2 separate regions of the Mus musculus genome follow, and region 2 is linked to region 1. Evidence: chromatin contacts called from public Hi-C data. All regions are on one chromosome and are shown on one strand. The core of a region is the stretch at or near the end of the contact, and the rest is flanking DNA. Distances in the headings are between cores, read along the strand shown. Region 1 overlaps Klf12 (Kruppel-like factor 12). Region 2 has its middle 110 kb from the start of Gm46481.

The links. Hi-C and Micro-C count contacts between places; a contact is called where the count stands out from the background.
Region 2: a Hi-C map of cranial neural crest shows a contact between it and region 1, with 3 times the contacts expected there. The contact joins two enhancer-like sites. A contact is called at or near these places in 8 of 484 Hi-C or Micro-C datasets (cardiomyocytes, cerebral cortex, cortical neurons and 3 more) and 1 of 115 datasets of contacts at active chromatin or transcription factors (stem cell-derived neural progenitor cells).

Annotation. Positions count from the first base shown.
Region 1 is chr14:99,928,717-99,935,536 of GRCm38.p6, reverse strand. The region is part of intron 5 of Klf12 (Kruppel-like factor 12); the gene reads left to right. Among named protein-coding and RNA genes, the nearest start is that of Gm22970, 160 kb to the right of the region's middle. Within about 2 kb of position 3,441, at least 32 of the 459 cell types and tissues checked have an H3K27ac peak or open chromatin away from gene starts, as enhancers often do.
Region 2 is chr14:100,947,197-100,954,039 of GRCm38.p6, reverse strand. No RefSeq gene overlaps it. Among named protein-coding and RNA genes, the nearest start is that of Gm46481, 110 kb to the left of the region's middle. Within about 2 kb of position 3,334, at least 13 of the 459 cell types and tissues checked have an H3K27ac peak or open chromatin away from gene starts, as enhancers often do.

The DNA.
Region 1 (6,820 bases), core at 2,192-4,691:
TTAAGCTAGGTTATTTTCTGTAGTTATTTTCTTAATTATATGAGAATTGGGGCTATAAGATCATGTTGAGCCATGGGGGGTCACCAAGTCTGAGAATTTGCTTTTTCTGTTACAAGTGTGATGTTTTGCTTTCATTAGCCTTTAGCTCAGAACGGTATATAAACATTACACTGCAGACCTGCTGTCCGGACACGTAGGACAATAGTTCTTGTTGGTTCATGGCTTCTGTTCACTGCGGCAGCCAGCATAGGTATAGGACTGTCAAGGTATAGGACTAACAGGTATCAGACTATCAAGATAATACATCATTCTCACACTAACAAGGACGTTAATTTATGCTCTAAAATAATTTGCTTAGTTCTAGTGTTTGTTGACTCTTCATATAATTGTTATTTGTGGGGTACATTTGATACCGCATTGAGTATTTAAACTCCACATAGAAAAGCTACCTACAAGTCCTGTTGCTTACTGAATTTGAAATGACATCACATGTTTATCCTCTGTCAGGCTGCTTTCCCTTCGAAACCTGCTCAGATAGTAAAGTTTAAAATAAAAGATACTGTATGAAATCTGAACAAATGGAGTTATTAATATATGCATTGCAGAAAATAGTGTGTTCCAATATGAAAATATGTATGTGTTCCATATAACAGTACCATTGACTGCTCTTTTGGTTAGGGGTGTGAGGAGGGGTCTTGTGTAGCCCAGGCTAGCATATATCTCACGTAGCTAAGGCTACACTGAAATCTATATCTTCCTCTGGTCAAGTCCTGGTATTACAGGTGTGCACCATGACAGACGATTGAGATACCTGCTCTTTTACCATAAATTTGGTCATTGCAAATGAGAGGGAGGGAGAGAGAGAGAGAGAAAGAGAGAGACAGACAGACAGAGACAGACAGACAGACAGACAGACAGACAGACAGAGAGAAAGAGAACGAGCTATGTTCCATATAAGTATTTGAGAGAAGAACAACTACAATGGGAAGCCAATCAAAACTCTCACTATATCTATGAAGATGCTGGGAACGGTGCGTGCAGTAATAACTCCAAAAGGCCTACCAGTAGGGACGTTCCATGGACTATAATTTTGTCCTGATCTACATCTACCCCCACTCCCAGTTTTCGCATGCACAGAGGAGTCTCTGTGGACACAAGACAGCCAAGTAATCAAGCGTTTAGTACTTTCAAATTATTAATGACGGTTTTATCTGACCGCTGGTCTTTATAAAGTTTCTTGATTATTTACCTAAAACTAACTATTACATGTCTTGGCATAGCAAAACATCCTAATAATATGTATCTTTTACTATCTGAAAAAGGGCAATAGATGATGTATTTATCAAAATATCTACAACAACACAGTATCGTTGGTCCTCACTATATATATTCACAGCTAATTAGCTGCCTGCTCTGCTGGAATCCACTGCCCATTCTCCTGGAATCCTCTATCCATTCTCCTGGAATCCTTTGTCCATTCTCCTAGAATTCTCTATCCATTCTGCTGGAACCCACTGCCCATTCTCCTGGAATCCTCTATCCATTCTGTGGAATCCTCTATCCATTCTCCTGGAATCCTTTGTCCATTCTCCTAGAATTCTCTATCCATTCTGCTGGAATCCTCTGCCCATTCTGCTGGAATGCACGGGATATTCGGGGGAAGCCGTTGTCTCTAAGTTTCCATTCACCTAAATAAGCGCCCTTTATCAGATGGGAGTCTCCAGTTAGAAGTAAAGGCAACTAAGTGACTCAGACTGCCATAAACCAAGGAACATGGGGACTCTAGAAGCGGATAGGGTGTAAAAGAAGATAAAGCAGAAGCAGAACCCCTGACTCAGAGCAACAGGCCAGGTGCAGCGGAAGGACTTAGCAGGCAGCTCTGACCCAGAGGAGCCCAGCCCAACACTGGCCCTCACACTCAGCGTAAGGGAAGACAGGTCCTTATGATGGACTTCAGACTGGGCTGTATCTAGCCCTGGGCTAAGGAGGAAGGGCCTGGGTGTTGACAGGACTAAGGCTATTTCAGAAGGAGAGGAAGAGGGAAGAAACGGAGTTGTGGTTTCCTGAAAGACAAGGAGGCTTTAGTGGCAAAGCCGTGGAGAGCACTCGTCGCAGGCTGGCCACCTTCAGTTTTCTCTTCTGTTCAAAGGGGGAAAGAAACTGTCAGAGTTAGGAACCTTGAATGATTTCCCTGGGAGGCTGTAGTTTCTCATCTTTCTGATGATACCAAGATGTACTTTTAACAGTAGCTAGAGAAAGTGACTTTCTCGAGTGCTACCCTGTTATTCAATAGCCAGAACCCAAGGATGCTAAGGCAGAAAACACACAGAGCCTTTCCCACGGAGTGCCCAACGTTTCATTCTAACCACCGCATCCCTCTATCCTCATCGGACATTGAATCACATAATCAAAAATAACCTGTCTATATGGAAAACACACGTTGTGTTGATACTAAAAATGGGCAGAGGACAGCAGAGCTTCCTGGGAGATGCCCAGAGTGTGTGGCCAGAAGCTTGCGTTCTGTTGTACATCTGCCTTTGAACTCCTGCATCACTGTATTTGTCTCACGTCAATCGAAGAATGTCAGGCCCAAACTGTTGCAGTTTTAGCAAGGTGCTTAGGAAATCCTACTCCTCACTGGGGCATCCTGAAGGAAAACGCTTTATAAGCCTAGGTCTTTAGTAACCATCCCATTTGGTCTTCGTTATAAAAGGTTCCTTCCTACCGCCCTGGTGATTCGTTGGCGTGCCTAGTACTCATCACAGACCCTGACGAGGCTACAGTTTGCTTCAGGTGTCTCCGAAACAATGTAGAATCCTGAGCCTATAGGGAGGTTTAAGGTGTGGTTCAATACAATCAGTACATATATGTTCTAGAAAGGGTTTGTGCCACAGCTGGATGAAAAGGGAACTTGTAGGGAGTGATGCAGAATTTGCTTCAGTTTGCCCAGAAGAGCAGTGCTCTGTGTCCTTGTCACTGTGTGGACACTGGAACTGCTCTCCTGAGCTACAAAAATACGGAGAACATTTATATATCAGAATATCTACTTAACAGTCTGAAAAAAAAAAAAAAGCCATGACTTTATTCACCCATAGGGTGATGTTAATATTCTTGCAAAATCCCTTTATTTCCATAGGTTTTGCCCATTCCTCTAATCATTTCCTTAAACATCTGTAAAGAAAAATACTACTTTATGTGGGAATGCAAGAGACAAGCAAACTCACTCCTGTTATTTTTCACTTTTAGACCTGAATTATTTTGTGAAGTTTACAAAGCCCTGTAGCTTAACTTAAGAGTGGACTGATGTCCTTCGGTGGAAGTAATTTACAGTAATCTTCCCCAACCTGCATGGTATTTATTTGTGAAAGACAAGGAAGTATGGAATTACCATGGAGAACAGAAACAAAGGCCGGAGGAAACCATGTTCAGAACAGAAGAGAGTTGCTGCCACCTAGAGGTGGAAGTGGGTGTCGCTGAGAGCTGTAAATGGTTGATGTCATACAATCCTAAAACCAAAATGCAATCTAGGGACATCATCTCCACCTCTAAACAGGAATGGACTCATTTGGCCTTCTAGCCTCCATTAAAACTGGGCCTTGAATGCTCAATAAGATTGTAGTGGCTCGGGGTTTTTGTTTTTGTGTGTTTCATTTTTGTTCTCTTCAGCCTTATTTCTTTCTGTTCCTGCAGTTAGTTCTAACTCTCTGAAAGTCTTCGTCCTCCACAGCACATTTGTGAGCCATTTGCAAGCTAGTGGGTAATGTCTTTTCCATACTCTGGGCTACCTTTTTTCCAATGTTATCCTAAAATTTCCACTAGGGATGCCCCACTTCTCATCAAATTGTGTGGCTCGTGCAATTTTACTTTTTTCCTAAAACAGGGCAGGAGGCAGGGGCAAGCTATGTGGTTGGAGTCCTGGGAAGACGGGCAAGAGGAGAGGACCCTGAGCCTCACCTGAATCATGTAAAAACCTGGTAACTGCCTATAATCCTAGCATTTTGGAGAAAGATGCAATTGCATCCAAGAGCATACCAGATGCCTGGATTGACCCCGGAGCTACATGTTTCTTGCCTCCTCCTCCTTCCGCATGCCCTCACCATCCCTAGCTGGATGCACTCCTTTAAGCTCCTCACTGGCATCCCTCAATAGAGGGTCTTTCACCATGCCTAGTGATCACTGCCAAAGGCCAGTGGAATTACTCCTGGGTTCCTAGCTTAGCTGTTTTGGCAAGAATTTGGAAGTCCAGAGTCCTTACCATTGCACACGAGTCCTTTCCCAGATGTTTGAAGCCCTGCGCATCATGCACAGAGCCCTTACCATTGCACACGAGTCCTTTCCCAGATGTTTGAGGCCCTGCGCATCATGCACAAGCACTTGCCCATTTTCCTTCCTGTGAACTTTCTCATCTTCCTGGACCCTAAATTTCAGCCACATTCAGTAGCGGAACATGCCACAGCAGGCTCCGGCCACACTGATCACTAAAGCCACTATATCCGTTTCGGTACTTTCGCCTTGTTAGTGGGAAGCTCAGGAAGTTTTGAAAGATTTGTCCAAGTTTGCAGAACAAATCAAACTCAGGATCAGCACATCTTTCTTCTAACTATGGTGATTTTTTTTTTTCTTTCCATTTTTTGGTGACCATTTCCCATCTCTTGAAGCATACTTCAAGAAGAGCAGAAGAGCTCAGATCTGGGGAGCAGGGAGGGGTTGCCTCCTGTTAACCATCTCTAAACGTCAAACCATCGTCTCTGTTTCTTGCCTGTTTGTAACTACTGTGCTGGACAAAACCTTTGAAGTGTGTGTGTGTGTGTGTGTGTGTGTGTGTGTGTGTGTGTGTGTGTGTGAAACAGACGTGTAGTTCTGAAGCTCACGCGCAACACCTGCTCTGTCGCTCCCTAATTAAGAGATGCAGAGACAACATTGAGTCCTTCCTGCTCTTGCCTATTTAATTTATAGGGATAATCCGATGCTGAACGAAGGGGACTTTGTAGGAGAGGACTTCATAAGCCTTATGAGGCAAGTCGGTAAAACATGGCTCTGCGGCATTGTCTTTTTCATTTTTTTTTCTCTTAAGTAAACCTTCTTTATAATGCTTTAACAATACAAACTTTGCCACATTTCTCTTTGTTCCTCATTTCCACGAGCCACATACTATCTCGAGATGTTCTAACTGCACTCCTCGCCTCCACCTGCCTTTGGAGACCATCCTTTCTCCACTGGATCCGGGGTTTCCTCAGTGGGCTTGCGAGGGAGCTCTATCTCTCTGCTTTTGCTCTGCCAGCCAGTTCTCCATGGCAGAGGGAAAACCGGCTTGATTAATACAAGCTTGCTTTTCCTATCTCCTTGTGATTGTAATTAGTCTGACGCAGAAGGTTCTCCCACTGAATGAGTGTTGTGTGGCTTTAAAAAAACAAAGCAAAACAAAACAAAACAAATCTGTGTCCTTTGAGTATATTCATTGAACGGGTTTATTTGTGGCTTATATTAATGGATTTGAAAATTGACCTTGTAGTTGTTACTGTGATGCCTTTCCAAAGCACAAATAACCCTCAGACATTGCAACTCTGGATGTGAAACATAACTTCAGTGCTGGATCCAAGGTTTAATAGGAATAATGTGCATGCCATTTTAGCTTGAACAGGCGCTTAGATAACTTTGCTCTTTAGTCTATTAGCTTATTCAACAGCTACAGAATTTTAAACAGCACCGAGAAGAGTGTCAATCTTTGGGGTAAAGACTTAAATCATTTATAGTTCCAAGAACTAAGAGGCTAGAGCGCAAGATCACAGCAGGCCGTGTCCCCACAAACCTGAAGCACTGAAAGGGCCAAAGCATTGAAGACAGTTTACAGGAAGTGGCTGCCCAAGAAAGTCTAGTGTTATCATTGGCCACAGAGGGAGATGTGGCCTCTGAAAGCAATAAACGTAGATTGTATTCTCCAGTAATTATTTTAATTCCTTTAAAACTGACCCGGTTTTGAATACATACGAAGAACAACTGAACGACACGGAAGTTGGAGAGCAGGCTTTGAACTCAAGGGAGGCCAGTTCAAGTCCCATCTGCTGCTGAAGCAAACCTGCAATCTCTTTACAACCATTTCCACTGCAGGAAAGTATAACAAGAATATCTTTTATGCTGGAGCTCCGCAGATTAAAATTCCACCAGCCATAGCCAAATCCTATAGACCAGGCACCTTAAACCCCAGGGATTGTCTTCTCCCAGGTCTGGAGGCTGGGAGTCCAAATCAAGGAATGAGTTCCTTCGTGGCGGGCAGCAGGCCACTTTCTATTGGTAATTTCCCCAAGTGAAGAGAACAAAGGGGAGCTGCAATCTTTCTTCCTTTACTTGAAAGGATGTTAACCCTTAGTCCACGCCTCTTCTCAACCTAGTCTTCTGAAGATCTCATCTTCAGATACCATCGCATGAAAGGAGAGGGCTTCTCTCTGAGCTTTCAGAGGGACTCAAAATTAAATTTAGCCTATAACAATTTTTACTCAGTTAAGGATGTGAACCGATTGGGACCATGCACGTTTGTTACCCTGCTTATTAATAAAATGTCAATTCTTAATTGTCAGTTTGGGGAAAACCAATTATTGAAATATCACTTTTGCCTGATTTTTGCATTCTCTGTGACAGAAAAATCTAATGCAGGATTGGCAGCGGGTTCTGGAATCAATAATTTACTCCCAGGTGTGCCTGGTTATATTGCTGGTTAATAATGCATCCCCTGGAGGGAGGGAGAAGTGAGCCCCACAGTCCTCACTCCTCATTTCTACCACATCGCCCCAAAAGAAAGCAGTGATATCTGATTTTGCCAAGA
Region 2 (6,843 bases), core at 2,085-4,584, 1.0 Mb before region 1:
GCTGAAGATCTGCAGTTACTTTAACTGCTTTGCTAGCTGGAGTGGCCTTAGGGTTCCCAGTGAGGAACTAATGGAGTTGGAAACTTGGATGAATCAATGACTCTGAAGGAAAGAATTGGAGGGCAAAATCTGTGTGATCTAAGGAGATGGGTTCAAGGAAGGATGGGATGTCCAAGCTGTGGTCTGATGCAGAGCTGGGGCTAAGACTGGGGATTGGACTTGGCAAAGCTGAGGGAAAGTACTAAAAGAGATGTTAAACTTTTCCTAATTACTAACTATTAGGTTATAAAGCCTGTATAACTATGATGATGCATAACTATAGTCACATATGAGCAGACATTATATAGGGAAGTCTTGAGTCTTTGGGGTAGATGTTTCTTTTCTTGATTGATAAGAATTGCTCATTAGCATTTGAAGACTAGTTGAATTTTTCTGACTATATTTCCAGTGGAACAATGATCTTATAGAAATGGTCATGATATATAATTTTCAACGTAGAAGTGAAAGATTCTCTCTGAAGTCACAAAGTTGTCAGTGGCAGAATCAGAATTAACACAAGGTTTCTGATGATTAATGTTGATTATCAACTTGACAGTGTCTAGAATCTGCTGGGAGAGGAACTCTGGATAGATTTGGGAGGGAGTTTCTATCTTTGGTTGAGGTAGGAAGGCCCTTTAACTACAGAAAGCACAATTCTACAGGATTTGGATTCCACTCAATAAAAAGGAGAAAGTGAATGGGTGGAGAACCATCTTTTATTGCTCACTACTTTTGAGTACAAATGCAATATACCCTCTACTGCCATAGTTTTCCTTTGAAAAGGCGATGGACTATACTCTCAAAATGTCAGCCAAAATACATCCTTCCCTCAGGCAAAGAACATGGGAGTTGTAAAGAAGATATAAATCTAAATGTTTTTTCTAGTTTCAATTCTGTCGTTAGTATCAGTTTTTGTAGCGAATTAGTGCACAAAAATTTAATTGACGCCAAAAGTGTAAAAACTCACAGAGTCATAATAGCCATTCTAACTCTCTAGAAGCTTACTGAGCTATACAGAGTTCAGAGTGACTACTTTAATCTAATTGTGTGAATTTTTTATTTGAGGTTTTATTTTATTTCATTAAAATAAAATAATGTTATTTTTAAAATTACTTCCATCTTTAAGTTTCTTTGCTAGATACTTTCTCAATTAATAAAAACTCAATGAATGCATCCAAGTCTGTATCCAAGTCTCAGTATATGATGTTGCCTTCATATGAGAGTAGTAACAATATTGGGGACCATATTTGCTCTATCATAGAGAAGATAAATTTGAAAAATGATGAAGGCAAAGGGTATGATTTTAGGGAGTTTGAATCTCAATTTTTCAATGGCCATAGTATAAACCCAGGAGCAAAAATTAGCTTCATGGCTGTAGGAAGTTCTTTAGCTAATCCTAGAATCACGTTTTATATCATTGAATCATAGACTTACTATCTTGAGCAGTGTCATTATAAAACTCAGGAAAATATGATTAAATTAATTTATAATAATCCTTCTTGTATTCAGCATTCTCAAAGGTGGGGGGGGGCAGAGAATGAACTAGAGTCACAGGGCCACTCAGTCACAAGTGAGACATCTATCTCTATTTTATCACTTTCCCACCCAAGATTCAGGGAGTATTGTAGAAGAGGGGACAGAAAGATTATAAGAGCAAGAGACTGGAGAGAACTGGAGGTAAACAATCTTCTGGCCAAGACAGGGCTGTATCACTCATGAACTCACAATAGCTTATCTACACAAGACCTGCGCTACATTAAGCCAATCAGTATTACAGCATGAAGTAGAAAGCCCATCTTTAACTGAGAAACTATGAGAATAGATTGCTTCTTGGGGAGAGAGATTCAGTTTTCTTTGAAGATGTAGCCCCTAGTAGGTCAATTATGGTACAGTAGATGAACCACACTCCTGAATATATAGGAAGAACAAAATAGACTCAGTGGGTTGCAAGAAATTTGGCTTCTTTAAAAACATAGAAATGTTATGTGAATATGAATATGTTTTTGTTCAAGGTGTGAGATACGGGGCTGCTTCAGATTATACAAGGCAGCAGACTATGATTTGCCTTTTGTTTCATCAAGACCATGATTTTTGCCAGCTGCAGATAGTTTTTCCCAAGTGTATGATATTTGAAAGTCTAGAAACTCTTGAGAGTATATATATATATATATATGAAGAGGCCTAGAGAAGGATATGGCTGCTGCAATTTCTCCTGCTGTGGTTCCTGCTGGCTGGCTGCTGGCTGGCTGCTGGCTGGCTGCTGACTGGCTGCTGGCTGGCTCCTGGCTGGCTCCTGGCTGGCTCCTGGCTGGCTCCTGGCTGGCTCCTGGCTGGCTATTGGCTAGTTGTTGCTGGTTCCTGGTTGAGATATCCTAACAAAGAAGATCAAAAGTGCCCCAAGGAACTTGATACCCTTAATCAGTAGGAAGTAGTCTAAGGATATTAATACCTCCTTTCTCCTCCAGCCTTCTTTGTGTAGTTGGAAAATATAACAGTGGAGAAGGAACACATAAAGTGGACAAAAGGCAGGTTAAAAAAAAATAAAAGAAGACATGAAGATATGAACAGGGAGTGTGTGGGAGATCTGCGAGGAGTTAGGGGAAGGCGTGTAAAATACGTAAGATAAAAATACATTGTGCATATATAAAAATTTCAAAGAATAAATATTATTTTTAAAAGCATACAAGTGTTCATGAAATTAACAATATAGTTTATTCTATTGCATTTTTGTCTTCTTTTGGGGTGAGCGATACTTTGGAACTCACCAATTGGCACAAATAGAAAATAACTAGGAATATGAGTGTTTCATGCCTCAATTTTCTAAAGCAATTTTATCATTGTGCATTTCCAGACTATGTAAACAAAGGGACCTCACACGGTTACCTTTTGAGCACACTGAAGACAAAAACATGTTGTGATTTGCACAGTTATTGGGAAGATCTGCAGTACTGAACCATGTGTGCTTCGTGTTGGCAGCCTCTGAACACAGACAGTTATGTTTGAAAAGTTGGCAAGTCCATAACAAATTCTTGCATACTTGAAGCTGCCTTGTTGATTTCCTTTCAACTCCATCCCAAGGCAGACCAGACTCTTCCTCTGCAGCACAGCAATGTGGCAAGAAGGAATGAGCTCCCCCCCCCCCCATGATTCCTCTATTCCCCCTCCTCACACAAATCATTCTCCCCAGATTTCAAAGAAACCCCAGAGCGGAATTCTTGCTGTTCTATCTCCAGGACTACAGCCAGCACAAATCAAGAAAATGGTTTCCAGGTGCAGACCACCCTCCCTTCCCCTTCACTTTAAAATCCGCTGATTGTTTCACTCTTTAATCTTTAGATGGACGATAGGGGGAACAGGAGGGTAAACCTTAGGATTCAAAAGCCTATGGAAAATTACTTCGTCTTTTTCATTTTAGGGCAGTCAGTTCTCTTCTCCAAATCATATCACACAACCCAGCACGATTCATTCTGTCTCTTTTGATAAGCCTCAGACCCTAAATAACCTAGATGCATTATCTGAGCCACGAAAGGAGCCCTATGGAGTGAAGCTTTCATGAAAGTAGTTTTAATCCAATGCTATTACTATCTCCCAGTAACTAGCTCCATTTTCACACAAAGACGTAATTGGTGAGAAAAAAAATTGCTTACTCTTCACAATGGTCCTCGATCTGCTAAGTTCAGGTAATAGCATGTAATTATTGATAAACAAAACACTGAGAGGAAGTGTGTTTGGTGAACTTTCCTAGAGGTAATAATATTCACCGAAGTATATAATGACAGCTGGCAATGGCAGTACTCAGTACAGGTACCGTAGCCCCATTCTTCTCTTAACTGTAGTCAGACATCCAGTGTCCAAATATCAGTGTTGGCTTCTACTACACCTCTGCCCAGGAGGCTTCCCATGTCCAGGTATGTGAGTCCATTTGCATTGTCACAACTCAAAAACCTTTGGAGTCTATCCCATGTTGTCACTGAATCTTCTGTGATATTTTAACTTTATAGATCACAGTTAAACATTTTTTGGGGACAATTGATTGTGTTTTTCATCTTGTTTTCATGCAGGTATTCATGTACTGATGGATAAAATTTAGGTATTTTAAGGGAGGAATGAATTTCACAGTCTTTAAATTGATCCATAAAAAGGACATGTTTTACACATCAAATTCACATTTTCACTTTTTGTTTATCCTGTGAACACCTAAACCTCATGCATATTCTAAATTCCTTTATTTATAGGAAATAAATAACATAGTTTTCTTTTTTTCTTGAGTTTTCTAATTTTGTCATGACATTTTTCTATATCATTTCATTTCCCTGATACATCATTTCTTCTTATAGAAGACAGAAATTCATGCTTTCAGATCTGCTAGTAAAATCATCAGATTCCTACCAGTTTATTTGCCTAAAATGAATCCCTTGGGAAGTCCTCTAAATCTATTTTGCTTTGGACTTAGTGTCCGAAACTGTTAGTGTTTGCCAAGATTCATGTTTTCTTCCTCTTTGGCACATTATAAATACATCTGCAAGCTCCTTGAAGTAAGAGGAACATACTGACAGAGGTGTGACTAATAAAAGAGGCAGAAGAGATGTGGTTGCTTATCAGCCAGCTGTTTGAACATTGCCAATGTATAATTTTCTATTACCTGATAACTGAAGGCAAGAAGGCTGTTTAGATTCAAGAGAGAAAAACATAATGATATGATATATGCTAGAATACACATATGTAAATAGATGTGTGTATATATGTGTGCATGTATGTATTCTTAAATATCTGTAAAATAAGAAATTAAGCATATACTTACCCAGGAGAAAATATACTATGCTGAGTCACTGAGACTTGGGGACCATTTTCCTTTTCTACCATTACAGAAATCAATACATTGAGGTGAGCATTTACAGAAATGCAAAACTGGGAATTTATGATACAGTGGTTCAGTGCATGATTTTAAGAAATCCTCCTAAAGCCTGCTGCCCACACAGACCTCTTGTGCTGTTGAGGTAGCTGTGTTACTTGTTACAGTGGATCGTTTCGAAGTGACCATATGGTACTTCAGACTAAACATGCAGAGCATTGTTGGAGCCCCTATCAGCCAAGGTACAGTAAAAATGAGAGAAAATTACGTTAAGAACTGGCTGATTTGAAAACAGAAATAGAAAAAAGATACAATACAGGAATTGAATGACATGAAAGCATAGAAATCCTAGGGTTTTTTTTCCTAGAGTGTAGCTTGCAGCAGGAAAGAATGGAGGAATGGAGGAGTTGACTGCACTGTGGCTTCTTAGTTTTCAAATGTTATTTTCCATTCATTCATATATATATATATATATATATATATATATATATATATATATATATGAATGTATGTACTATATATACTGTATATTATATATATATAGTATATAGTATATATATATATATGTTTGCTTACATATGTTACACATATTTATATATGCTATTCATAATAGGTTCATAGTCATGTATAGGTTAAATATAATATATAGGGTACATAAAGCATATACCTATATAGACTATATTCATTTATATAAGCTATATAGAATATGTATTTATATAGGCTACAAGAAAACCAGTGTCTTATACTTGAAGATCATGTGCAAGAATAGGCTGGGTGTGCTTAAAGGTATCTGGAAATGACTGATAATGAGAAGATCAAAAAGTTGTATTTTCCTTTATTTTATATTAGATATTTTCTTTATTTATATTTCAAATGTTATCCCCTTTCCTCATTTCCCCTCAGAAAACTCGCCTACCCCATCTCTCCCTCTGCCCCCCACCTTCTAACCTGCCCACTCCTGCTTCCCTGTCCTGGCATTCCCCTACACTGGGGCATCAATCCTTCACAGGACCAAGGGCTTCTCCTATCATTGATGTTCCACAAGACCATTCTCTGCTACATATGCAGCTGGAGCCATGAGTCCCTCCATGTGTACTTGTTTGGTTGGTGGTTTATTCCCTGGGAGCTCTGAGGGTACTGATTAGTTCATATTGTTGTTCTTCCTATGGGGCTGCAAACCCTTTCAGCTCCTTGGGTCCTATCTCTAGCTCCTCCTTTGGGGACCCTGTGCTCAGTCAAACAGATGGCTATGAGCATCCACTTCTGTATTTGTCAGGCACTGGCAGAATCTGTCAGAAAACAGCTATATCAGGCTCCTGTCAGCAAGCACTTGTTGACATCCACAATAGTGTCTGGGTTTGGTGGCTGTTTATGGGATAGATCCCCAGGTGGGGCAGTCACTGGATGACCTTTCCTCCAGTTTCTGTTCCAAACTTTGTCTCTGTATCTCCTCCCATGGGTATTTTGATCACACTTCTAAGAAAGACTGAAGTATCCACACTTTGGTCTTTCTTCTTGAGCTTCATGTGGTCTGTGAATTGTATCTTGGTTATTTGGACCTTTTGGGCTAATATCCATTTATCAGTGCATACCATGTGTGTTCTTTTGTGACTGGGTTGCCTTACTCAGGATGATATTTTCTACTTCTATCTATTTGCCTGAGAATTTCATGAATTCATCTTTTTAATAGCTGAGTAGTACTTCATTGTGTAAATGTACCACATTTTCTGTATCCATTCCTCTGTTGAGGGACATCTGGGTTGTTTCCAGCTTCTGGCTATTACAAATAAGGCTGCTATGAACATAGTGGAGCATGTGTCCTTATTACATGTTGGAGCATCTTCTGGGTATGTGCCCAGGAGTGGTATAGCTGGGTCCTCAGGTAGTACTATGTCCAATTTTCTAAGGAACTACCAGACTGATTTCCAGAGTGGTTGTACCAGCTTGCAATC